2 separate regions of the Pan troglodytes genome follow, and region 2 is linked to region 1. A link is a contact called in public capture Hi-C data. All regions are on one chromosome and are shown on one strand. The core of a region is the stretch at or near the end of the contact, and the rest is flanking DNA. Distances in the headings are between cores, read along the strand shown.

Region 1 (6,269 bases), core at 3,606-6,105:
AATGTTTGCTATTACACAACCTGTTGCAATGGCTTTCCTTGAATAAGTCCTTGCACGCCTGGATCTGTGCTCTCTAAGGAGATTCTTAGATGTAGAATTGCTGGGTCAAAGTCCCGGTGAACCTTTCTGAGACCAGTGTCAATTGCACTCTGAGAAAGAGGCCCTGGTTTAGACTCCCACTAAAATGTAGGAGTCTGTCTCTCCACATCCCCAACAGCATTGGATATTATAACTATTATTGTTATTTGAAGGCCAGGCATGGTGGCTTATGCCTGTGATCCCAGCACTTTGGAAGGCTGAGGCGGGTGGATCACCTGAGGTCAGGAGTTCAAGACCAGCCTGACTGTGGTGAAACCCCATCTCTACTAAAAATACAAAAATTAGCTGGATGTGGTGGCGGGTGCCTGTAGTCCCAGCTGCTAGGGAGGCTGAGACAAGAGAATTGCTTGATCCCAGGAGGCAGAGGTTGCAGTGAGCCGAGATCGCACCACTGCACTTCAGCCTGGGTGACAGAGCAAGACTCCATCTCAAAATAAATAAATAAATAAATAATACAATAAAATAAAAATAAAAATACTATTATTTGACACAGGATCTTGCTCTGTTGCCCAGACTGGAATGCAGTGGCGCAATCATGGCTCACTGCAGCCTCAACCTCCTGGGCTCAAGTGATCCTCCCATCTCAGCCTCCTGAGTAGCTGGGACTACAGGTTTGTGCCACCACACCCAGCTAATTAAAAAAAATTTTTTTTTGGTAGAGGCAGGGTCTCACTACATTGCTCAGACTGGTCTTCAACTCCTGGTCTAAAGTGATCATCGTGCCTCGGCCTTTCAAAGTGCTGGGATTTTAGGCTTGAGCCACTTCACCCAGACAGCATTAAATATTATTAACATTTTAAACTTTTGCTAATCAGATAAGGGAAATGGTATCTCATTATTGTTTTTATTTTCATTGCCCTCATTACTAGGGAGATTAAATCTTTTCTCATTAGCATATTGGCTGTTTCTATTTTCTCTGTAATTGCTTGATCAGACCATGTGCCCATTTTTCTGTTGGGTTGTTTATCTTTTTCTTATGTTGATTTGTGGGAGAAAAGCTCTTTGTGTTTTACAGCTATTAACCCTTTGTTAGTTTTTGCAAATATTTGCTTTGGCCTGCCATTTGCCTTTCACTTTGCAGTGTAGAAACTGAAAACAAATTTTTTGTTGTTGTTTTGTTTTGTTTTTTGAGACAGAGTTTCACTCTTGTCGCCCAGGCTGGAGTGCAATGGTGTGATCTTGGCTCACTGCAACCTCTGCCTCCTGGGTTCAAGTGATTCTCCTGCTTCAGTCTCCCTAACAGCTGGGATTACAGGTGCCCACCATCATGCCCAGCTAATTTTTGTATTTTTGGTAGAGACGGGGTTTCACCACGTTGGCCAGGCTGGTCTTGAACTCCTGACCTCAGGTGATTCACCCTCCTTGGCCTCCCAAAGTGCTGGGATTACAGGCGTGAGCCACCGCGCCCTGCCTAACAATTTTTAATTTTATTTTTATTTAATTTTATTTATTTTTTTGAGACCGAGTCTCACCCTGTCATCCAGGCTGGAGTGCAGTGTTACGATCTCGGCTCACTGCAACCTCCGCCTCCCGGGTTCAAGCCATTCTCCTGTCTCAGCCTCCCAAGTAGCTGGGATTACAGGCGCCTACCACCATGCCCAGTTAATTTTTATATTTTTAGTAAAGATGAGGTTTTGCCACATTGGCCAGGCTGGTCTTGAACTCCTGACCTCAAGTGATCAGCTGATGCACCTCAGCCTTCCAAAGTGCTGGGATTACAGACGTGAGCCACCGTGCCTGGCCGAAAACAATTGTTTAAAATGTGACCAAAGCTGTTCATCTTTTCTTCATGGATTCTGCATCTCATGTTTAGGATGGCCTTAGGATTATAAAAATATTTTCTTACTTTTTCCCCAGTGCTTTTATAATTTTCACAATTGGCTCTGCCGTGTGATTGCATTTGTGTATTGTGAGCTAGAAATGATCCCCCCGCCCCCGATGGTAGCCATTTGTCCCAGGGACATCTGTTGAGGCCCCCATCCTTCCCCCTGATTGGAAGTGCTGCCTTTATCATATAATAAATATCCATATGGCCCGCTTCCCCCCTTTCTAGCCTTAACATTGCTCTGCCTTTTCTGCCGTGCCAGCCGGCTTCAGTTGTGCCATCCATTCGGGATGTTTCAGTCCCTGGTAGGGCAGATCCTCCCGCGTTACACTCTTTCTTTAAAAACTATTCCTGGCTGTCTTTGTGCGTTAGCTCATCCAGATGAATTTCAGAATAGGCTTATCATGTTCCATTTTTTAAAGGTCCCCATGGACTTATTCTGAAGGGAGTTGGGGTAATCCTTGGTGGAGGCTGTCTGAAGCCCCTCCTCCTCTCCAGGTGCCCTTCTCTTCTGACCTGCTGAACCTTGGTGTCCATGTCCTGGAGACGGGGGCAGGGACCCCTTTTCTGGGATCAGCATGCAGCTCAGATGGTATTGCCTCCCAAATGAACACAGCTGGGCTACCCCAGGTCAGGTGCACACCCGAGTGTAGCTGTGGTGAGTGCAGCTGTGGTGAGTGCAGCTGTGGTGGGTGTGTTCACATACACAAGAGGCTGTCGCCCACGCTGGAGCCCCCGAACTGGAGGAGTTCAAAACACAGCCCTCCCAGCAGGGCCCTCGGCCGGGAGAACAGGGGAAGGCGCTGCCCCCACCTCTCTAAAGAGTCTCCGCTGTGTTCTAGACAAATACAACGACTTCATCGAGGCCAACCGCATTGAGGACGCGCGGGAGCGAATGAGGACGCTGCGGAAGCTGGTAAGGAGAGAGAGGTGCTGTCAGGCACGAGGTGGGGCAGCTGCCTGAGCACCTCTGTCCCAGGAGGCAGGGAGTCGGGTGCTGCCCACGACCCCTGTGGCCTTGGAGAAGCCCCGCTCCACTCAGGGCCTCAGTTTCCCCATCCATACAAGAGAACGGGGGTTAGAGGATAGGTTCCAGACTCCCTGAGGCATGGTAGTGGGAGATCTTTGGGGCATGGTGGTGACGGGGGACAGGGGCAGGCCCTCACAGCCTGTCCCCATGCCCCTCCTCTCTCCTGCTCAGATCCGGGATCTCCCAGGACACTACTATGAAACGCTCAAATTCCTTGTGGGCCATCTCAAGACCATCGCTGACCACTCTGAGAAAAACAAGGTGGGGAGGAGTCCCGCATGGAGTCTGGGGGAGGCAAGCACGGACTTACTGTGTGGGGGCCCTCAGCACGCACTGAGCTCCAGCAGGTCCAGTAACTCAGGCCCCTCTAGGCACGCCCTCCTCCTATGACTGCTCCGTCCCCACCCCGCTCCTACATGCTGGTCAGTGCTTTCCCCCAGAGAGCCATCTCCTGAGTTTCTGAGGGCTTTCCAGAGGCAGGGAACCCCGGCGCCCCGTATCTGATGCATTGCCATCCTCCGACTTAGCTCAAGTCCCTCGCATTGCATTTTCCTCATCAAACCCCTTATGCCTTCTGGTTCTGCAGTGGGGAAAATGAGGGGAGTGATTTTTTGTGTTTTGTTTGTTTGTTTGTTTGTTTTGAGACGAAGTCTCACTCTGCCGCTCAGGCTGCAGTGACTTGGCACGATCTCGGCTCACTGCAACCTTCGCCTCCCGGGTTCAAGCGATGCTCCTGCCTCAGCCTCCCGAGTAGCTGAGATTACAGGCACCTGGAAGTGATCGGATTTTTTTCCCAGGCCTAAAATAACCCCTGGGACCTCCAACATGTTTCCTACTGCAGGGTCTCCCACTGCTGGCACTGACCACTCAGGGCTGCCTTGTATAGGTGTGCAGGTTGGGCACTGCTCATGGCTGCTGGGCCTGGGGATGAAAGGGGCTGAAATCTTGTCTGTGCTCTACTCATCAAGCATCTCCATGCCCATACAAGGGGGTGTCCACCCTCTAAGCTGGGGACTGGTGAGGATGTAGTTGGGGACAGAGGCCTCAGGTGCCAGAGTGAGGGAGGACCGAGTTCAGGATGTTGACAGTGACCTGCTTTCCCTGCTGCCCAGATGGAACCCCGGAACCTGGCCCTGGTCTTTGGGCCGACACTGGTGAGGACGTCAGAGGACAACATGACAGACATGGTGACCCACATGCCTGACCGCTACAAGATCGTGGAGACACTGATCCAGCACGTAAGCCCCTGTTCCAGGGGGGCGCCCGGCAGCCCCTGGGGCCCAGGCCATGTTCCTCTGAGCCCCTCGCTCTTGCTCCGCCTGGCGGAGTGTGCCCCAGGAAGGGCTCGGCAGCTTTAGAGCATGCTGCTAGGGTGGTATATACTCCTCCAAAGCCATGGGCTGCATTTCAAGGCAAGGCAGGAATGGATCCTGGAATCCCTGCTGCCCTGGGATGTTGTGTCCCCAGCAGGAGAGTCAAGAGGCCCCCGAGCATCCGAGATGCCTGGGAAAGGTAGAAGAGGAGGAAGGGCAGGGAAGGTGCTACTGGTGGAGGGCGGAAGGGGCAGCTGCAGAAGTTGGCCCCTGGAGAGGTGTCCTGGCAGACACGAGCAGACGGGGGCCAAGGTCTGGCCTGATATCAGGAGGCCCCGGCTCTAGTGACTTTCCCTGCTGGCCCCACTGAGGTTTTGGGGAGATAGTGGTGATGTTCCTGGTAACAAGGGGTGGATGGGACAGGGCACAGGGCCTTGGCCTGAGGCAGGATCCTGCACCAGTGCTTGGCATGTACTGGGCTGGCCACCTCCCTTCTCATGGCTTCCTGGATGCCAACAGCCCTGGTCCTGTAGGTTCTTGTTACTGTGCATGGGCGGAGGAGAACCCAGAGTGGCCAGCAGAGGGCGTAGGAGGCCTTGGTTTTCCAGAGCCCAACCCTAAGGCAGCACTGCCGCCTTCTGGTGTGCACACGGATGTCATTATGAATCATAGATTTTCCATTTCCAATTCTTGTTACAGCCCACAAAGGATGAGAACAGAGCCCCTCCTGCCAGGGGAAATAAGACTGGCAGCTGGTCAGAGGAAGAGAAGCCTCAGTCCCAAGCCCCCTAGACACTTTAGGGAAGGAAAGCTGGGCCCTATCACCCCCATTTTACAGAGGAGGAAACAGGCTCAGAGAGGCAAAGCAACTTGCTCATGGTCACACAGCTAATAAGTGGCAGCCCAAGATTTCAAGCCAGATCTGACTAACCAAAGCCTGTGCTTTCCTCCTGCTATCAACCCAAAGGCCAGACTCCTAGGTCCCTCCTTGAGCTGGCTTGGGACGGAGGGAGGGGGCCAGGGTAAGGAGGCGAGGTGGTGAGCAGCTGAGCCATGTTAACAGCCTTGCTTGCCCATCTCCCTCCTTCACTGCATGCTCAGGGCTCCGAGCCACAGGAGGGAGGATCACAGCCTGCTGCATCCGGACACTGGGAACACCACTCCAGAGCTGTCTGGGAGGCCAGGGCTGCCCTGCAGCGTTGGGGATCCTGATGAGGCCTTGGGAAAGCTTAGCTCTCCAGGGCACCAGGGAGCCCCGGAACCTCCCGTGAGGGTGTGTTTTGGGGGCAGCAGCAGGGAAGAATGGGTGTCTGGCCCTGTGCTCCTGGAGAAGTCCCTGGAAGCCCAAGGTCTGAGGTCAGCTGAGGTGTCAGGAACTGCAGCCTTCAGGGAGGAAGGAGGCCAAAGCCCCAAGGGGGAGTCCCTGCTCTGGGCAGGGTGGAGAAGGTGGAGTTTGTCTCATTTAGCACTGACACTACTGGCACACAGTGGCTACTCAGTGTTTGTGGAGTATAAATGACTGAGTAAATTGCTAATTGAGGTTACGTCAGGCTGGGCTTTTCTTTCTCTTTCTCTCTCTCTCTTTCTTTTCGCTTTTTTTTGTTTTTTTGTTTTTTTTTTGATAGAGTCTCAGTCTGTCGCCCACACTGGAGTGCAGTGGGCAGATACGGCCCACTTCCAGGCTCAGGCGATCCTGCCATCTCAGCCTCCTGAGTAGCTGGGACTAGAGATGCCACCACCACACCACCTGGCTAATTTTTGTATTCTTTGGTAGAGATGAGGTCTTACTATGTTGCCAGGGCTAGTCTTGAACTCCTGGACTCAAGCGATCCTCCCATCTCGGCCTTCCAAAGTGCTGAGATTACAGGTGTGAGCCATCACGCCCAGCCAGGCTGGGCTTTTCTACTCAGAGGTTCATTCCCGAGAGCTAACTGAGCTAGTGTCCTTCCCTTCTCTGCCTCCTTGGCATCTGAACGTAACCAGCCCTGGATGATTGTCGAGG
Region 2 (6,582 bases), core at 3,801-6,300, 58 kb before region 1:
AGAAGTTACAGTGTGAGGGACTGCAGTTAGATACTCAGGAGAACTTCTAGGGAGGGGCTTGTGACCCACAGCATCCCAGGCTAGCCACGCAGGGAAGTTTCCTCCAGTATAGTGGGTCAAGTGGATTCTTGTGAAGTTGGATTCCAGTGTAGAAAACTGGAGATGGTCATTGGAGATATCAAATATTCCAGCAAATATATTCAAATGAGCACTGGTGCCTGGAAACAAAAAATGTGTTTTTAAGGAAGGGGAGTTGCTTTCACAGTATAGCTCATAGTTAAGACACAGACAGCAAAAACTCCTGGCCAGTATTTATAAAAACTACCTCATTTGATCCTCACAATACCACTAAGAGGTAGATACCATTATTATCCCCATTTTACAGTTGAGGACACTGAGGCACAGACAGCCAATATTGCAGCCCAAATCACACCCCCAGTGCACTGTGGAGCCAGGGTAGGAATGTGGCAGTCTGGCTCTAGAGTCTGGCTCTCACCCTCACTATCTGGCTTCTCAGGACCTGCTCTGTCCCGCTGTCACTCCCACCCCAAATCCGTGTCCATTTTGTACACAGCCCAAGATCAAGGTCAGCTTCTGGCTGGATTGCAGCTTAGTTGCTTGTCTTTTGTTCTATTTCTTTACTCCTCCAATCTTTCCCACCCTGCCCCATGCTAGCCCATAGCACTTGGCCAGGGCTCAGTTCACTGGTGTTTTCCTTCCAAAGGGGCATGAAGCCCTGCTGTGTTGGCTGCAGGGGTTCAAAGGTGAGATATTGGCTTGGTCAGGGATTTGGACAAAGCCTGGTTTTAATGATCCTGCTCTCACCATCTCGGGAGAGAGACATGAATAGGGCCTGTGGGAGCTGGTGCTGCCTTTCCCCTAGCACCCTCCACCCCCTTCAAACAACCCGCCTTCAGATCCAGGCCCCCCTGTTTCTTGTGAAATTGTGCCAGTTTGTCAGCAGGGCAGTACCAATCTGTGCCAGGCGGGTGTCTCCTCCCCCACTGCCTCAGTGGGACATCAGGCTGAGATGGCCTTGGGGCTGGACTTTGGGGAGATTTTAAAGCCCTTTTGGGTTGGGGTGTATTTACCACCTGTCAGAGTGGGTGAGGACCAAAGGGGTGATCGTGTCCAACTCTCTTACGCTACAGTGGGGAAACAGACTGGGGAGTGCCCAAGGTCCCTCAGCCTCGGCAGACAAGGACCCATCTTCTGACTCCCAGCTCCCAGGCCATGCCTTTCCCTCTGTGGTTGGTTCTGTCCTTCGTGGCCCCCCTCAGTGCAGGGTTCATGGACTGGGCTCCAAGAGGGAGAGGGGAGGGCAGGGAGGAGCAGGGGTGAGTGGACAATGTATCCTGTTCATCTCTGTGTCCCCAGTGGCCAGCACAGAGCCTGGCACAGAGCAGTTCTCCATAAATGTTTGTGAAGTACAAACCAGGGAACAGCCCCGCCTGTGGCCTCCCAGGGCGCCCCATGCCCAGCTCTACCCCTGACACTGTGATGGTCCATCTCATATCCGTCTACCCTACCAGGTAGGAGTTATTTGAGGCCGAGAAAAATGATAATAGCAACTTCTTCCATAGTGCTTACCACTATGTTGGTATATTACCATCACCCCACTTGACAGATTAAGAAACTGACACAGGCCGGGTACAGTGGCTCACACCTGTAATCCCAGCACTTTGGGAGGCCGAGGCGGGCAGATCACCTGAGGTCAGGAGTTTGAGATCAGCCTGGCCAACTTGGTGAAACCCCGTCTCTACTAAAAACACAAAAAATTAGCTGGGCATGGTGATTCGTGCCTGTACTTCCAGCTACATGGGAGGCTGAGACAGGAGAATTGCCTGAACTGGGGAAGCAGAGGTTGCAGTGAGCCGAGATCATGCCATTACACTCCAGCCTGGGTGACAAGAGTGAAACCCCGTCTCAAAAAAAAAAAAAAAAAAAAAAAAAAAGAAAGAAAGAAAGAAAAGAAAAGAAAAAGAAATGGACACAAAGAGATACCATGGCTTCCTAAGGCCACACAGCAAGTAAGTAGCAGAGCTGAAGAGTTGACCATGTTCTTAACCCTGTTCCAAGGGGCCCCAGAGGTGTCATGTTTGTTTCGGTGTCCACAGGGCCTGGCACACAGCAAGTCCTCAGAGAATGTTTGTAGACCAAATGACTGAATTCACGAATGATGCTATTACCTTGGCCATAAAGTTAAAAGATTAAAAAAAAAAAAGAATTAATTCATGACTAATGGGACAGTGTGTATGCAAAAACCACAGACTCCTGTAGCCTAACCCTTTGGAAGTGGGGGTGCTGGAGCCTTGGGAAGGCGGCTTGGAGGTGTAGCAAGCCTTGTTTTCTCACAACAGTGCCTGAGCCAAACCTAGAGAGGAAGGGAAGGTCCACTCGCCCACATCGAAGCATGGCAGGGGCCACCAGGGGCTTCCCCAGTGTTCGGCTTCTCTTTGGCTCTCCCTCCATCTCTTGTTCCCTCAGAGTTCTGAGGGGTCGGTGCTAAGGAAAGAGCATGTGGGAAAAAAACTAAAGTTTGGAATCAAGAGGCCTGTTTATTTTTCATCTCTCTGGCCCTGAGATGTTCAGCTCAATGCATCACTTTGTGGTGGAAGATTCTGTCTTTTTGAAGTTAGAGGGTTAGACAGCCTGGTTTGGGGCAGGGCCTGTCCCACCTATCAGTTCTCCACCTCTCACAGAAACGGTGTTGGTGCTGGGCACAGAGGCTCACACCTGTAATCCCAGCACTTTGGGAGGCCAAGGTAGGAGGATCACTTGGACTCAGGAGTTTGAGACCAGCCTGGGTGACACAAGGAGACCCAATACCTACAGAAAAAATTTAAAAATTAGCTGGGGCCAGGAGCAGTGGCTGACACCTGTAATCCCAGCACTTTGGGAGGCCAAGGCGGGTGGATCACCTGAGGTCAGGAGTTTGAGACCAGCCTGGCCAACATGGTGAAACACTGTCTCTACTAAAATTACAAAATTAGCTGGGTGAAGTGACACACACCTGTAGTCCCAGCTACTTGGGAGCCTGAGGCAGGAGAATCGCTTGAACCTGGGAGAAGGGGATTGCAGTGAGCCAAGATCACGCCATTGCATTCTAGCCTGAGTGACAAGAGCAAAATGTAGTCTTAAAAAAAAAAAAATTAGCTGGGCATGTAGTCCCAGCTACTCGGGTGGTGGAAGTGGGAAAATCACTTGAGCTGGGGGGTTCGAGTCTGCAGTGAGCTGTGATTGCACCACTGCACTCCAGCCTGGGCAACATAATGAGACCCTGTCTCAAAAAACCAAACCAAACCAAACAAAAAAGCTCTGCCTGCCTTCAGTCTGCTGAGGTCCAAATTTTAGATGTACTCCTTGTTCACTGTGTGCCCTTGGACAAGTTACTTCATTGTTTTAGCCTCGGTTTTCTTTTATTCTTTTGAGGCAGGGTCTTGTTCTGTTGCTCAGGCTGAAGTGCAGTGGTGTGAGCTTGGTACACTGCAGCCTTGAACTCCTGGGATCAAGTGAGCCTCCCTCCTCAGCCTCCTGAGTAGTTGAGACTACAGGTGCATGCCACCATGCCCAGCTAATTTTTCCATTTTTGTATTTTTTATAGAGACAGAGTTTTGCCATGTTGCCCAGACTGGTCTCAAAATTCCTGGACTCAAGCGATCCTCCCACTTTGGCCTCCCAAAGTGCGGGGGTTACAGGTGTGAGCCACCACACCTGGCTGGTTTTCTTATCCCTGAAATAATCCCTCAAAATTACAGAGAGGGCTGAATGAGGTAGTATTGGTAAAGTGGCTGAGATTTAGTAATCTCAATTATTGGTAGCAACTATTATTAAAAAAAATCAATGGATAGAAATGAGAACAATGCACTTTTGCCTCAGTAAAAAGTACTGACCTTTATGGTCAGAGTAATCTAAAGAGAAAGTGACCTGCCTCTGGAGGTAATGAGGCCCCCATCACTGGAGGTGCAATGAGGTCTGGGCAAGCACAGGCTGGAGAATGATGTGCACTAGAGAGAATTCAGCAAAGGCTTGGCACAGGAAACTTTAAGGGCCCTGCCTTGGGATCAGCACTATATGATAGGAAATTAGAGGAGCAGGTGAATCCTACTTCCTACTGTGGGGCATTGAGGAGAGCAGGCAGAGATGTCCCCAGCCTCTGGGAACATCAGGGGTTGGCTGCTATGGTTTGGACTGTGAGGCTCCCCAGAGGATAGGTAGTCCTGAGAGGCTGCCTGGAGGAGGCCTGCAAGGGTGGGTATGGTTCTGATAGGTGGGAAAATGTGGGATTGTATTCTAGGCCCAGGAAGGGCTTGGTGGCCGAGGGACAGAGAGGAGCCTGGGCCACTGGTCCTGAGGTTGGCCCCGGGGTTGCGTCATCATCCTCGTGCCTCAGTCTCCTGGGCTGCTGGGATTACAGGTGTGCCACTACACCTGGCTAATTTGTTTTATTTTTTTAGAGACAAGGTTTCGGCATGTTGGCTGGCATGTTGGCCAGGCTGGTCTCGAACTCCTGACCTCAGGTGATCCACTTGCCTTGGCCTCCCGAAGTGCTGGGATTACAAGCGTGAGCCACCGCGCCTGGCTGGATTTTGTCATTATCCTGGGTGCCCAAGGGGTTTGGGTGTATGGTGGTGGCAGTGGGGAAACTAGTAATTCCCTGTCCCGCCAACCCCCCAGCTTCTCCTGGAGGAGGAGCCAGGGCTACTCCCAGTGGCAAGGAGCCCGGGCCCGTAAGGAGCGGAACTGGGGAAAGAAAGACTTCTTATGCCCAGTGCATTTGGGGGCGTCCGGGGGTCGGGGAACAGTGGGGCCTTTGTCCCCAACCGCTGGGAATCTGGCCGAGGAGCTGGCCCTGGGTCTGGCTAGGCCCTCGGAAGGCAGGTCCTCTTTGAAGTGACCCTTTCAAAGCTCGGCCTGAATCCCTGGGAGGAGAGACAGCATGGGGCGGGGCATGGGGATGACTGAGACCCACGGGCCGAGGCCTGAGGGATAGAAACAGACCCGGCCTTGGCCTCTTGGGGTGTGGAGGTTGGTCGGAGGTGTGTGGGCCGGAGGAATGTGGTGGGCTGGGAGACCGCGTGGGAGCCATGTGGGAGGATAACCACGCAAGGGGCCTTAGCCCCAAGTGGGGGTGCACCTAGGCAGGGGCCAAGTTCATTCTGGCCCGAGAGTGTTTCTGTCTCCTGTCTGACTTCTGTCTGGCTCTGTGCTCCTGTATCAACAGCTGTTTCTTCCTTTTTAATTTCCCCAAAAGTGTGAGAGCTTGGAAAGAATCGGGTGTGGACGCCAGACTCAGAGCTCTTGGGAGGAGGGAGAGGTGGGGACCTGGGCAATCCAGAGCTTTTCCTGCTCCTGAGAGCCCCCGAAGGCTGGAAGGAGAGGCTGGAGGGGACACCCCCACCTCCCCCACAGAGTCTCCCTTATGCTCAAGGTGGAGGAACTCTGTATTGTTCCTGAAAAGGGACGGAAGGAGGAGGAAAGCTACCCAGAGAGGGGACATCTTCCTTTGCTTCAGCTGGAGGAATATCAGAGGCCACCCTCCTTCCCTGTCTCTCCATTTGCCTCATGGGGAAACTGAGGCCTAGAGAAGGGACAGGCCGAGGGGATAGAGCAGAGAGGAAGGGACCAGCAAGAGTGGAAGGAAGCCAGCCCTGTGTGGTTGGAACTGTAGGGACTATGGTGGCTCACACCTGTAGTCTCAGCTACTCGGGAGGCTGAGACAGGAGGATTGCTTGAGAGGATGGATGCCAAGTGGGAGGAGGAAGGGGCCTCAGGTTGTTCAGTTGTCATAAGAGGGTTGTAGAGAAGTGCCCAGAGTCCCTTCAGCTCTGACCTGCGGTGATTCCATGAAAAGAGGGAGAGGAAGGAGTGGTTCCTGCTGGTGAGTTCCCAAGGTCCAAGTAGAAAGGGGCACCCCAGGCTTTTGGACTGAGCAATGCACAGGGGAGCCTTTGGCAGCCCAAGGGAGAACCTTGCCCCCGAATCTGATGCTGTTTGTACTTCTTGCCCTGGAACCCGATCTCTCCTTGGCCTCATGGCAGTCTCTGTACTGGGGAAAATTTTTTGTTGTTGTTGTTTTCGAGACAGAGTCTCGCTTTGTCACCCAGGCTGGAGTGCAATGGCGCGATCTCGGCTCACTGCAACCTCTCCCGGGTTCAAGAGATTCTCCTGCCTCTGCCTCCCGGGTAGTTGGGATTACAGGCGCCCTCTACCATGCCCGGCTAATTTTTTTGTATTTTTAGTAGAGATGGGCGTTCACCATGTTGGTCAGGCTGGTCTCAAACTCCTGACCTCAGGTGATCCGCCCGCCTCAGCCTTCCAAAGTGTTGGGATTACAGGCGTGAGCCACCGTGCCTGGCCTGGGAAGATTCTTATAAATCTCCCTTTCCTCTTCTGGAGGTGTGGCCCTGGGCTCCTCCCCAAGAGAGGTGGAGGAGGGGGCGGAGGCCCCAGGCTGCAATGGAGGCTGTCTGCGCACTGTTATTGTGCACTGGCATCGCAGAGCTGAGCTTCATTAGCTCTAATGAAGCCTTGGCGCTGTGCCCCTCCCACACAGCACCTAGACGTTTCAAGGAAGGCGAG

Evidence for each region. Capture Hi-C pulls out chosen DNA fragments and counts their contacts.
Region 2: a contact with region 1 is called in a capture Hi-C map of stem cell-derived neural stem cells, with 2.8 times the contacts expected there. The contact joins two enhancer-like sites. A contact is called at or near these places in 4 of 7 Hi-C or Micro-C datasets (blood, induced pluripotent stem cells and stem cell-derived neural progenitor cells) and 1 of 1 other capture datasets (stem cell-derived neural stem cells).

The regions. Positions count from the first base shown.
Region 1 is chr19:29,599,092-29,605,360 of NHGRI_mPanTro3-v2.0_pri, reverse strand. It overlaps ARHGAP23 (Rho GTPase activating protein 23), which reads left to right. Exons shown (of 24, transcript XM_054671613.2): 18 at 2,767-2,840; 19 at 3,126-3,215; 20 at 4,067-4,192. Among named protein-coding and RNA genes, the nearest start is that of ARHGAP23, 72 kb to the left of the region's middle. Within about 2 kb of position 4,855, at least 2 of the 24 cell types and tissues checked have an H3K27ac peak or open chromatin away from gene starts, as enhancers often do. A contact at or near this core is called in stem cell-derived neural stem cells, where this site is marked.
Region 2 is chr19:29,656,694-29,663,275 of NHGRI_mPanTro3-v2.0_pri, reverse strand. The region is part of intron 1 of ARHGAP23 (Rho GTPase activating protein 23); the gene reads left to right. Among named protein-coding and RNA genes, the nearest start is that of ARHGAP23, 15 kb to the left of the region's middle. Within about 2 kb of position 5,050, at least 6 of the 24 cell types and tissues checked have an H3K27ac peak or open chromatin away from gene starts, as enhancers often do. A contact at or near this core is called in stem cell-derived neural stem cells, where this site is marked.